Linked DNA regions of Mus musculus: regions 2 and 3 are each linked to region 1. The links are chromatin contacts, called in public HiChIP or PLAC-seq maps. All regions are on one chromosome and are shown on one strand. The core of a region is the stretch at or near the end of the contact, and the rest is flanking DNA. Distances in the headings are between cores, read along the strand shown.

Region 1 (4,357 bases), core at 881-3,380:
TAAATGAAGGAGAGGTGGAAAAGGTGACTGGAGTGGCACCCAGAAGTACCTGAGGTTGGGTAGCATCCCCTACAGCCATAGTCACCAGGGAGAGGGGACACACAGAACCTCTGAACTCAAGAAGAAACCCAGAACCCAAGCGGGGTGGTGGTGGCGCACGCCTTTAATCCCAGCACTCAGGAGGCAGAGGCAGCTATACAGAGAAACCCTGTCTCGAAAAACCAAAAAAAAAAAAAAAAAAAAAAAAAAAAAGAAAGAAAGAAAGAAAGAAAGAAAGAAACCCAGAACCCACTGTCCACCTATTGATGCCTTTGCCAGGAGCATGGCAAAGACAGGATTCCTTATGAAGGAGGGCTGCAGGCAGAGCAGAATTTGTTCTTGGTAACTAACCTGCTCCTGCTCCTTATTCTTTTCTTCTTTTTTAAAAAATTGTGGAAGAGCCTGGAGCTGCCTGGACTAATGAGTCCCTACTAATGAAGTAGGTCCACCAGCCCCCTCACCAGCTGGGAAGGCCGGAGTGTGCTGATACTCGCCCATGGAGGCAAATCAGACACGGTGATAACGGCTGCAGCGAGCATGAGGGTGTTACCCTTGGCGGATCGGGTCAGGGGTTTCCTGTGTGCATTCCTGGGAATACCAGCTAGAGGCTGCCCTGACTTTATGTCTCAGGTTGGGAAATTGAGGCTCTTTGGAGGATTATGAGTTTTGCCTGCCCTGGGTTCTCAACTAAGGATGCTGGGCCACAGTCTGCATCATCCCTGTTGACTGATTTGAGGTCTGACCCATCTTTCTTTTTTTCTTTCTTTCTTTCTTTCTTTCTTTCTTTCTTTCTTTCTTTCTTTCTTTCTTTCTTTCTTTCTTTCTTTCTCTCTCTCTCTTTCTTTTTCTTTTTCTTTTTCTTTTTCTTTTTTTTTTTTTTTTTTTTTTTTTGGTTTTTCGAGACAAGGTTTCTCTGTATAGCCCTGGCTGTCCTGGAACTCACTTTGTAGAGCAGGCTGGCCACGAACTCAGAAATCCGCCTGCCTCTGCCTCCCGAGGGCTCGGATTAAAGGCGTGCGCCACCACTCCCGGCTTCTGACCCATTTTTCTACGCCAAGCCAGGACACCAGAAACTGGTGGCAGGTTGAGCAGAACCCAGACTCTAATTCAGGTGTTTAGACACCACAGCCTCTGTCTGGCTTTGCAGCCTGGTGAAGGGAACTTCCAGGGCCTCTCAGAGAAGCACCTCGGAGCTTCCCTGTTTCAACCTGTCGCCTGGACTAGGCTGTGCATTCAAAGGGACTGTAGTTTCTTGGTCCCTGTAAGCTGGGACTCTCTTCCCACGCCGGGCTGAAGCCTGGCCCACTTCGTGGACATATCGGACGACCTGCCTTGGTGGCGGAGCCGTGCCTCCTCTCCCCACTCCTTAGCACAGAAAGAGCGCTCTGATCTGCCTGAGGCTGGTAGATACTCTTGCGGGCTCTCAGGCCACACCACATCTATCACGTGCCCTAGTCTGCGCGCAGCAATCTATCCCTCACAGATGCCTCCTCTGCGGGCCTCTCCGGTAGCTTGCTTGCCTTCTCAACCCCGGGGACGCCCAGCGTTGCGCTCCCTCCCAACACTCCCTGGGAACCCGCTCCGCACTCTAAACGCTCTCTCTGTCCCTGCCCGACTACCTATTCGGGTCTCCACAGGCCTTGGCGGCCCTGTGCTCTCCCCTGGGAGTGAGTGACACATCCTGACGCTTAACCGCTGGGTGGCCGCCTGGTGTCTTGGCCCGGAGGAGGGGAGGGGACTGGGGGGGGGGGAGGACACCTCCCTGCCTCCTCTTTTTCTATTCTTTAACATCTCTGGGTATGTTCCTCCTCTCTCTTCCTCTCTTCCCTATTCCTCTTCTTCTCCCCTTCCTTTCCTCCTTTCATCTCCTTCCTTCCCTAACTCCATCCTCCTCCCTCTTCTTCTAGCCCCATTCCTCCTCCTCCTCTCCCTCCTCCTTCCTCCTCCCTTCCCCTTCTCCCTCCTCCTCCTCCTTTCCTGTCCTCCTCCCTCCTCCTCCCTCCTGGCTGCTCCCCTCCTCCTCCCTCCTCCCTCCCCTCCTCCCTGCTCGGCTCGCTCACTCTCGCGCTGGCTGGAGGGGCGGCCGGCAGCTGGCGCTGGCCGAGGCGGCGGCGGGATGGGACGCGCGCTGGGGCGCAGGAGCCGCGGCGCCGGCGGGGGCCGCGCAACTCCGGCCAAGTGCAGGGCGGGCGCGCGCTGAGCCCGGGCGCCGTCTGCAGCCGGCGGCCGAGCGCGGAGCTGAGAGGTGCGGGAGGCGGCGGCGCAGGAGCGAGCGGAGCCCGGCGCCGGCTCCCGGGAGGACCATGCGGGCCCCGGCCGCGTCGCTCGGGCTGCTGCTGGCGCTGAGCGCGCTCCGCTGCGCAGGTAACGCGGCCGCGTCCCCTCCCCGACCCCGCGCGCAAAGTTGCTGCCTGGGTCCCAAGTCCCGGGCGGCCGCCGCCTCCTGCTCTTGGCGGGTCTGGGGAGCCCCGGGCGGCCCAAACCCCGCGCGCGTCCCCTTTGCCTCCTCTCCAGTCCCAGCTGCCCTTTGGATCCTTTTGGGGCTCCGGGAGCCACAGGCAGGGCTCCCTGAAATACCCCTCCTTACGCTGCCTGGCACCCGGGCCCCGGGGTCTGCTGGAGATGTAGTGGCCCAGCGTCCGTGGATTGCTGTCCTGTTGTCTGGACACCTGCGGGGCCTGGAGGTCGTCTGGGCTGGCCATGTCTGGCTTGGCTGCAGTCCTTCCCGCGCCTGGTTGCCCCTCTGTTTCCAGCCTCCCAAAGCTACCCGCTCCCCCAAGTGGCTCCCGCTGTCTCCCAAAGTAGCTTCCGCAGGCAGCCAGGTGACCCTGCCGCTCACCCTCTGGAAGCGCGGGTCGTCCCAGCACCCTGACCCATACGTGGTCTAGCAGGACCCGGGAGCGTGGTCCGCTCAGGCACCTAGTGATGTCTAACGTGAAGGTGTTCAGAGCCCTCGCCCCGGGATCCGGGAGTCTGGCTCCAGACTGGCACCTGCGCAGCTGTCGCCTAAACCCCGCGAATGGGGGAAGTCAGAATAGCCAGTTATATGCTGTTTGCAGCCTGGGATGGAGTTGGCTAGGTTCAGCCACCTCGGTGTTGCTACGTGTTGGTTGTAGAGGAAGCTTATCCTAAAATGACAGTACCCCCCTCCCCCACCCCAGGCAAGTAGAGACAATCCCAAAGGCTGGGAAGAAGCGACAGTCACGAGCCCTGTTCATGTGCGTATGAGGGCTGTGTTCTCCAGACCTTTAAAGCCCACGTTTTGGGAGCAGGTAGCTTTAGACTGAGAGCTTCGCTTCCCATTCCTTAAAACAAAAACCGACCGTACAGATACCCAGAACGCGGAAGGAAAAATGCACCCTCAACTTTGCGGCTCCGACTGCCTGGGTGAGGTCGCACTTAGGAGTAAACCTGGATGCCAACTTGTTTGGAAGGATGACTGTGCATAGGCAAAAGTAAATATTGCCTTCCTTCTAGATGACCTCAAGTGACCCCAAATATTTACTAAGACTTTCCCCTTGGAGAGATGGTGGCCAGCCTTGGGCTTTGTTTGCACCACTGGAGGATGGCTCTGGTCCTCAAGTGGAGGGCTCTTCCTTGGCGCCGTTAATGAGCAACCTCGAGCTGCTTGCTCTTGGAACTCCCCTGTGGGTTGGAGAGGGGCACTGACGGGGGTCCAGGCCATTTCCTCAGAGCGGAAGCTCTGAGACGCGGTTGCCAAAGTGCACAGTCCCTCGGACTTGCAAATTACAGTGTTGTGGCTATTTTCTCTCTCCACGGGGGTCAGCGTTCGCCTGGCTGTGTTCAAAAAGCCATCCTGGGCAACCTTGAAGGAGGAAGCTGCCTGTTTCTTGCCTTGTGCCAGAACGAGTCCCCTCACCCTGTCCAGCCCCACCCAGCTACAGAAGAGCCTGTGCGTGGATGGCTCTGGGAGGCTTGTGGTAGAAGAGAGGATGTGCCACCCCTGGGAACTCATTCCCGGCCCTCCTAGGAGGTGTCAGTGCAGCTCTCGGCTGCATAGCTTGCCATACTTTGGGTCCTCGGTTGCCCATGCCTTCCATCGGTTCCCACCAGGGACATAAAGAGAAACACAGTTTGCTAAGCCTATATTTAGCTCCAAAACAAGGGTGATGTTTCTGAAAGAGCTGCCTACACTTGGTTGGTTGGTTGGTTGGGAGTTAACCAGCTTCATCTAGAACTGGCTGCATTTTCTAGATCGTTTCTGGACCAACCTTAGATTGAGTGGCTGAGACCCTGGAAGTGGGGCTTGAAGAGTTCAGCTGTACGGAGGCGCTCCTATAGCACACGTTCTGTTGCC
Region 2 (4,357 bases), core at 480-2,979, 2.1 Mb after region 1:
CCTTCTCTCCTTCCTTCCGGAATGTGAATGTGATGGGTTGAGCTATGGCAGTCAAAAGACGCCTGGAAGACATCTCCAGATTCAAAAATAAATTCTGGGGGGCTGGAGCAGAAGGGAGCCGTTCCTACTGAGGATGTGGGTTTGAATCCCAGAACCACATCAGACAGCTCACAACCACTCGTAACTCCAGCTCTATAGGATCCAATAACCTCTTCTAGCCTCCACAGGCACCTAAACAGATGCACATGCACGCGCGCATGCACACACTCAAAAATAAAACTTGAAAGAAAGAAAGAAAGAAAGAAAGAAAGAAAGAAAGAAAGAAAGAAAGGAAGGAAGAAAAGAAAAGAAAAGAAAAGAAAAGAAAAGAAAAGAAAAGAAAAGAAAAGAAAAGAAAAGAAAAGAAAAGAGCAAGTCCTATTAGTCTTTTCTGTGGAGAGAAGGAAGAATCAGGTAATTATATGATTAAAAAAAAACAATCAAACAATCAAACAAACCAACCAACCTTCCCTTGCTTCCCCCCTGTGAATAGGTAGGAGAGTGGGTCCAGTGTTCCCCTGCAGAGGCAGGCTTTGTCCATTGACAATCAGAGACCAGTGTGTTACGAAGCTGGACTGGGAGAAGGCTACTCAAGGGACCCAGGCACCTACTCTTTCTTCTTTGAAGTTGTTAGGGAGTTTTCAGGGATGGGAAGAGATTAATTTCCGGGGCTATGCTTAGAATATTGGTTCTATAATATTGATGGGCTTTAAATAATGCACATGTCTTTGTAAAACGCCATGAATTCACCCAAATGTCACGCTGTCACAAGACTGTCTCTTCCCACCCTTCCTGCTCAGGTGTATTTAGTGCAGGAGGCTCTGAGCCCTGGGCTCTGCACAAACCTGACTTCCTAGCCTTACACCACACTCCTCAAAAACTGCCTGAGGCTGCGGATGTGGATGTGGCTTAACGCTTGGAAGAAGAGTCTAGCAAGCAAGAAATCCAGGGCTGCTGGGTGCCCCCCCCCCCCCACTTCCCCTCCTTTCCTCAGAATCTTGTGGCTGGTCTTCAACTTACAGCAATCCTCCTGCCTCAGTCTCTGTATTCCTGGAATTGCAAACCTACATCCCTGAACCCAGCCAGCTCCATAACAGCCTTCTCTATTTTGGTTCTCCATACTCTTTCTCTGGAAGTTCACAGAACTTAGTTTGGGGAAGCCAGAGTCTACAAAAGGACGGACTGCCTACATACATAGAGTCCAGGGCATCCTTAGGGTCTAGGGTCCTCTCAATGCAAAGTGAAGCTCAAGTCCCCTCTCCACATGTGGTCTTGTACCTACACCTCACCTGGTCCTAGTCTCTGGGGGAGCAGTCTCTGTATCAGCCACTATGTTGCATGTAGGAGCCCAACTCATGATCTTTACGAGGGGAAGTCACAGGACAACCTATGTTCTTGGTGCCTGAAGAGTGGACAACCTCCCCCCACCTCCCATCTTTCTGAGCTCGTGGCTGTCTGACACCTGGTCTCGTGACCCCCACCCCCACCCCCACCCGCTAGTCTCCTCAGGTCCCCTCGGGGCCCCCAGATCTCCCTTCTCCCTTCCCTTCCCTTCGTGTCCCCTCCCCTGCCCTCCCTGCCTTCCCTCCCTCCTCCCCTCCCCTCCCTACCCCTGAACCTGCGGGCTCCGCCTTGGAACAGCAGGCGGGACCGAATCCACCCCTACCCCTCCGCCCGGGCCTGGTGGCCCAGTTCTTGGCGGTAGCGACGACATGCGGCTCCTGTTCCTGGCAGTACTGAGGCCTCACACTGGCAACGCGGTCACAGCTGGGCGCCTACGGTATGTTGCGGGGACCTGAGCATCCCTCGCGTGGGGATGCCGGACTGGGCCGGGCGCCGGAGCCGCGCGTGCACAAACGGCCGGGTTGTAGGCGCAGGTGCGGGCGCGAGGGGCTGCAGCTCTGATTCCAGCTGCCTGCTGCCCTGTCTGGCTATTGTGAGTGCCCTAGGATGCCGCAAAGAGGCCGCCTGGGCCAGCGCTGGGACGCGGGGTGGTGGTGGGGGAAACCAGAGGCTCAGCAAAGGCCTCGCTGCAGACTTGAGCTTTGGGCAGAGTGGCCTGGGATGAGAAGCGGGGACCCACGTGGCTGGAAAGACGCAGAGTCCCGGTGCATCGGATGCTCCAGCACGTGCGGAGATTCAGGGTCCGAGTTCCGTGGCTGCTGCCATTCCCTCCCCCGCGCCCGCACTTCCTACCTGGTTCTCTTCTGAACGCTCAGCTTATTTTATTTAATTAGGCCTCTTTTTGCTTTGTATGTTTACCTGGGACGGAAGCCTGGAGCCAGGACAAGGCAGGGAAGGCGGGTCCATTCACCTCTGGCCATCTGGTTGCCTGGATCAAACCGGGCTGGTCTGAATCATTGGAAAAGCAGACACTTACGTGCCCGTGCTCACTTGCTCGCTCCCCCCCGCCCCCCGCGCGCGCTCTCTCCCTCCCCTTCCACTTGCTTCAAGACATTTCCCAATGGCTCCCCCCCCCCCCCCGCCCCCAGTGGGTATGTTTCCTCATCATGGGAAAGAGCCGTTGAGTCTTCAAGCTAAAAAAAATGTTACAGTTCCTCTCAAGATCACAGTGAACAACCAAAGGCGGGCAGATGCATACCTGAAGTTTCCCCGGAGTGGTGATAGTGTTGTGATTGTGTGAGATTCCCCTCCCTCTAATTCAGTCACTCTTCGGGCTCTCTGTGGACTGAGCTCTTTCCAGTAGAAAAGTGCAAGTCATTTACAAGGAGAGTAAACACAGGGGTAAATCATTCCAGGGCGATTGGGACCATGGAGCAAATAAAACCATGCTGGGGTGTGGCCAATTTGATAGAGTGCCAGGCAAGCATAGGTGAATCCCTGGGTTCCGTTCCCAGCAGTGCATAAACCCAGGAGGTGCGGTTGTACATGACCACATGCTGATAACCCCAGCCTTTGGGAGCTGAAGGCAGGACCATTAGAAGTTCAAGGGCATCCTCTGCTACTGTCAACTTCCAGCTACTTGAGAGCCTATCTCCAAAGCAAAGCAATACCAAAACAATATAACCTTTGCGTTGGAGGGGCTCCTTCAAGTGATAAGGTCCAGGCTGGGCTCTCGGCAGAAGTAGCTTGTAAGCTAAGATCAGAGGGAAAGCACCCACAGGTCCCGAGGCCAATGTTAACTTAAGCTGTTCAAGAAACAGAAGGTTGGCGAGACAGTTATCCAGCTGTCTTGTGCACATGGTAAGAGGAAGAGATTGTATTTGCGATTACCATTTAAACATTAAGCACCTTTAGCTAACATTTGACTGTGTGGGTGGGAAAGGTCCAAGATTCTCCGGAATGACTTGATCACGGATGAATGAAATAGTGGAAAACATGCCCAAATGTATCATGTGCATGGAGGTCGTCACAAAGTAGAATCAATCGCTAACCCAGAAGTTTGTATGCCCCTTCCCATGGGGGAAGAGGGCTTGGAGGATGTGTGCCATTCCTAGGGGGATAGTCTGTGGTTAGGGAAGGCCCTGGTGGGCTTAGTGAGAAGCTCGCATAGCCTTGGAATAAAGTTGTAGACTCACAGATCAGTGATTGACTGTAAATGATTCCTTCAGAATATTTATTGGGTGATGCCAAAGTCTGAAGCTGACCTCCTATATTCCCATCTCCTGTTCCCTTCCTTTTTTAAATCATTATTTATTTTTATTTTTTATGTGCATTGGTATTTTTTTTTAAAGATTTATTTATTTATTATATGTAAGTACACTGTAGCTGTCTTCAGACACTCCAGAAGAGGGCGTCAGATCTTGTTACAGATGGTTGTGAGCCACCATGTGGTTGCTGGGATTTGAACTCCGGACCTTCGGAAGAGCAGTCGGGTGCTCTTACCCACTGAGCCATCTCACCAGCCCCGTGCATTGGTATTTTGCTTGCAAGTATGTCTGGGTAAGAGTGTCAGATCTTGGAGTCACAGAGAGTTGTGAGCTGCCATGTGGGTGCTGGGAATTGAACCCGGGTCCTCTGGAAGAGCGGTCAGTGCTCTTAACCACCAAGCCATCTCTCCAACCCTTTCTTACATAGAGCAAGCAAAGGACAACAACAAAATACAAAGAGAATTTCTCTTCCCCAAAGTAGTCATAGAAATCTGAGCCCTCTTTCCCAGAAAACAACCATAAAACCTGAAAATTCTACCCCCATTCTTTTGAAACTGACACTCTCTGCTTGCAGCATAAGAACTGACTTTCCTAGACAAACGTCACGTCTCCGGGGCTGGGAAGATAGCTCAGTGAAGAAGAGTGCTTGTTGCCAAAGCATATGGATCTGAGTTCAAATCCCACCACCCATATTAAAAAGAGGGGTT
Region 3 (4,357 bases), core at 855-3,354, 2.1 Mb after region 1:
AGCTCAGCCACAAATAGATCTCCCACAACACAGACTGGAGGTGAATCTGGTACCCACCAGTCTTTCCCAGGTTTGACTAACATGCAAGATCATTCTCAAATGTGGGCATCTAAAGGAACCCCAACAGACATGGAAGACATGGCAAGAGAAAGCCATTCAGTCTGCTCAGTACCAGGTACCATCCTGTGGGTGCTATGGAGACATGAGTAGAGTGAACTTCCACCAATAGCTGCTGCATTTCTCCAGGTGGAGGTGCCACTCACTGAGCATGGCTGGTACTGAAGCCAACCCCACTATGTAGTCTCATTAGGATGATGGATGCTCTCGCCACACTCAGCCCCAGGACCTTCGAGACAGTTCCCACAGGTCCTTTTCATCACACCAGAGTCTCTTGCCCAGCTGCCATTCTTGTCTCACTTAGGGTGCTCCCTGGGCTATCAAAGCAGAAATGCCTATGACCAGCACACACCCTGTGTGTCCACAGCACACTAAGGGGTGGCAGAGGTCCTTCTCTCATGCAAATACAGAAATTCCTGTGAAGAAAACCTACTTTTAGAATATGTTTTACTTGGGGTGGAAGGTTGCACATCATAATGGTGTAATGTAGAGGTCAGGACAACTGGTTCCTTCCCTCCATGTCTGCCAGCCTCAGGCTTGGGGACAGGCACCTTTACCTGCTAGGCCTTCTCACCAACCCAGGAAAGTCTACGTCGTGACAGCAGATTAATGACTTCAGCATCCAGCTTCTTCTTTAAGATATGGGCAAACCTCTGCAGAACTATCCCCCCCAACCCGCCCCAAAGCCAAGAACAAGGGGCACAGTGGATGGTTTTTATCCTGAAGCTTCTTTCTTCCTGGTGTGTGAGAGAGGCAGAGTCAGGTTTCTGGCAGAAGTGGACTTGAACACTGTGGCTCTAACACTGGGCCAAAGGAATACAAGGCTGAGCAGGCAGCAGCTGTAGGGGATGCTGAACTGATGCAGAGTATGGAGAAACCATCAGGAAGCTCTTGGTGTCAGTCTGAGAAGCTTTTATAAAATTATACAAAACACAGCAACACACACAACAGTTCAGTTGACAAACTCAGAACCCCAGATGTCAGTAACGGTACAAAGCTGGGCCAATAGCCCAGCAGCTCCCATGTTTTCCCCACTCACCACCTGCCTCCATCCTTACTGCTACACAAAGTCAAGTTCTCAGAAAAGATCTGCGTGGTGTAACTGCCAATCTCCTGCCAGCTGCTGTCTGGTTTCAGTGAGGACATGGTGTCCTCAATCACCACGGACACATGTGCTTAAAGCAGATCAGTTGTTCATGACCTAAGTCCTGCTGACCATAGTGACAGACATCTGAGATCTCAGCACTTGAGAAGCAGACATGAGGCAGCCCCAAGTTTGAGGCCAGCCTAGTCTAATAAAAACTTCTTTATCTCAGTCAACAAAACCTACTTTCTGAGCAGATGAGCCTACATGACTGACCCACAAAGGCCTTGGCATCAGCCAGGCCTGTGACAAGAGTCCATGATGGAGTAGACACAGCTCCTAGGGCTCTCTTGACATCAACCACACTTTCACCTCTAAAGAGAATCCTCCTATGCCTTGATGGAAGTGCTTGCTAATCGTAAAGGAGATGCTATGAGGAAGTAACAATATTTGTAAGGAATAAGGATGGCAGCAGCAGAACGGTGGCTGCCCAGGAGAGCATGGCTGGCTCAGGACTGGCAGAGACCTTCAGTGAGAGAAGCCACATCCTCATCTCCTGGCAGGCCCAGTGCACATGAGACGGGCCATAGTAAGGCACTCACCACCATCATCCGGGCATAGGGAGGGAGAAGCCAGTCCAGACAACATGCAAGTTCAGAAGTTGGGACACCAACAATCTAGCCTCAGTCTGCTTGCTGGCAGTGCCCTGGTAGTTAGCAAGCCCTGAGGCCTTAGAGTCTGCAGAACCTGTGAGCATGCTGGCTGGCTGCATCAGGTCCTCGTGCTGGCTGGCCCCCCATCTGTCCTGGCTCGCTGGCGGTCGTACTTCACAGACACAATGAGGAAGAGCAGCAGCGTAGCTCCCTGGATGGCGGCCAGCAGGAAGAAGTAGTAATGCAGGTGGCAGCTGTTGATGTTCCCTAGGAGCGAGCAGACACCTCCTGGTGAGCACTCCACAGACAGGGCACCTTCTCACTGGCTCTTGGCCACCTGAGAGGGCAATGGGCACTAGCCACCGGCCTCTCCCATCCTTGGTGGGAGGAAGGTGAGAAGGCAGGTGTCCCAGCCCTAGCTCTGACTCGGAGGAAGGCTTGTGAGGCTGGGTGTCACCTCAGGCCTCTCAGCGATGCTCCTGACTTGCATTTTCTCCTCCACACAGACATGAGAGAAGCTTCCTGTGCTGCTTCCTGCCTCTCTCTGAGGCGCTCTCCTATCACTGCCTACACTTAGCACTGAGTGACACTTCTGAGGATGAATAAAGCCCACACCACATTCCTCTCAGCAATGCTGCAGGGGACTGACTGTATCTAGCACGGTCCCCAATTTGTGGGCCTTCCCACATGACAGGTAGCATGAGGAGATATCGTCCCACCAAAGCGGTGATTCTCAGCCTTCCTAATGCTGCAACCCCAACTATAAAATCATTTTCATTGCTATTTCATAACTATAATTTTGCTGTTATGGATCATAATGTAAATCTCTGACATGTGACCCTAAAGGTCACCCCACAGGTTGAGAACTACTGCTCTAGAGTAAGCTAGATGCTTTTCCTTAGCATCTTTCGAGTTTTGCATATCTATATAGGCAGCCCTCCCTGTTATAATGCACACACCTTGGTCTCACCATAAAAGTAGTGTCACAGCTTTTATAGCACCCAAACTCCAGAGGAAGGAGGCAGGTGCAGGTCAGGGCCATAGACTGTGGAGCTCCCACAGCCAGGTCGCAAGGTTGGAGCCTGTGGTCTCCACTGTGACTCTGCGCCTGTGAGGACTTGGGCCTGTGTAAAGCAGCTTTAGCTGTAATGCTGCCCACCTCACACTATCACTTCTGTAAACCACCGCTCCAGGACTACTACAAAGATCCAGGACCAACATACATGCCGGTGGCAGGATGACAGCTGGGCACAGCATGAAAGGAGCACTGAGGGTGCCTCCTGTCCCCATAATGAGTCTCCACAGGTCTCATTCATAGCTCTCAGGGGCTGCCGAGGAGCACGTCAGCTATACTCCAGGTGACTCATCATACAAAAGGGAACTGGCGCACAGCTCATGCTGTGGCTGGAGGTTGTTGCACTTTCTGACACTTCAAAAGCATGTTCCAGTCTCTACTGAGAAGGTAAGACTTGTTCCTCCTAATGTCCTTTTATGCTGGGTTATTTTAAACACCCTTTACTACCTGAGCAGATGCTCTGAGTATCAAATGTCTATCAAGCAACACGGGCAAGCACAACACAGGGTCCCAACAAGCACAGACACATGATCCACAGAGAAGGACAAAACCTCTAAGTCTGCCCCAAAGGGGAAGAGTCCTGTTATCCTGAACCTCACAGACAAAAGACTGATTCAGTCAGGAAATGGAAAACAGCTTTGCCCTTGCTCTGTCCTGCTCCCTCGTGGTCAGTGACACAGCCATCTTCCAGAACCTGTCTGCAACTGTGAAAAGGTACCAGTGGTATAATCTTATGTGCAGTGGTGAAGCTGGCAAGACAAGTGGACTGTGTAGTTATGTACATACCACTGGCCCCCAGAGAAGAAAGCACACTACAGCTTACCAGGTCTAGCCTCATTTGGGAATATGCAAAAAATTCAAATATGTATCCACCACCCAAGAAACACTGAAATATAATTCTGTGGGGGAATGACACTCCAGATCAACAGGGAGCCTCTCAGAAGAAATGAGAGTCCCATGGTGACTCTATAAGAACAGAATGTGTCCTGGCCAGGGCAGGGTGCTCAAAGAGAGGAGATAGGACAGGATTCTGCACTGACCTGTACTAGCAGCATGGAGACTGAGGGCTTAGACAGCACTGGGCTGCAGGAGTGTTATTCCCACATAGGGAACAGTGGCAAGTGTTGGAAGGGGCTAGGGTACAAGAAAGTGTGCAATGGAGGCCTAGGGAGCCCTGAAACCTCACGAGGAACCCCTAGCCCACCAGGGACACCACATAAGCGCTGGTCACTTCCTCGTCTGCAAGGATGCTGACATGGAATGGGGAGGGAAGGGTGCTGTGCACCTGGTGGGAAGAAGGGGTGCTGGCCTGGAGCTCCTGTTCCTTCTAAAGAGACCAGGTTACACCAGGGCCTTTGCACAGCACTGACCCCAGTCCCTAACAAAAAGTGAGAAGCTGCTGGGCACTGCAAAGCACTACCTTAAACA

Evidence for each region. HiChIP or PLAC-seq counts read pairs in DNA pulled down with a chosen protein or histone mark.
Region 2: an H3K4me3 HiChIP or PLAC-seq map of forebrain shows a contact between it and region 1, with 14 times the contacts expected there. The contact joins the promoter of Glt1d1 here to the promoter of Tmem132b in region 1. A contact is called at or near these places in 3 of 39 promoter capture datasets (embryonic stem cells, hippocampal neurons and pre-B cells), 1 of 484 Hi-C or Micro-C datasets (B cells) and 3 of 115 datasets of contacts at active chromatin or transcription factors (embryonic forebrain, embryonic stem cells and forebrain).
Region 3: an H3K27ac HiChIP or PLAC-seq map of SST interneurons shows a contact between it and region 1, with 9 times the contacts expected there. The contact joins the enhancer-like site here to the promoter of Tmem132b in region 1. A contact is called at or near these places in 4 of 484 Hi-C or Micro-C datasets (cerebral cortex, cortical neurons, embryonic fibroblasts and 1 more) and 2 of 115 datasets of contacts at active chromatin or transcription factors (SST interneurons and embryonic forebrain).

What each region holds. Positions count from the first base shown.
Region 1 is chr5:125,530,288-125,534,644 of GRCm38.p6, forward strand. Tmem132b (transmembrane protein 132B) reads left to right here and starts at 2,131. Exons shown (of 9, transcript NM_001190352.1): 1 at 2,131-2,403. The coding sequence starts at 2,343.
Region 2 is chr5:127,630,533-127,634,889 of GRCm38.p6, forward strand. It overlaps Glt1d1 (glycosyltransferase 1 domain containing 1), which reads left to right and starts at 1,730. Exons shown (of 12, transcript NM_177005.4): 1 at 1,730-1,819. The coding sequence starts at 1,752. It also overlaps a transcript of Slc15a4 not described here.
Region 3 is chr5:127,594,652-127,599,008 of GRCm38.p6, forward strand. Slc15a4 (solute carrier family 15, member 4) reads right to left here. Exons shown (of 8, transcript NM_133895.1): 8 at 1,015-2,121. The coding sequence ends at 1,973. Among named protein-coding and RNA genes, the nearest start is that of Slc15a4, 21 kb to the right of the region's middle. Within about 2 kb of position 2,105, at least 36 of the 459 cell types and tissues checked have an H3K27ac peak or open chromatin away from gene starts, as enhancers often do. A contact at or near this core is called in SST interneurons and cerebral cortex, where this site is marked.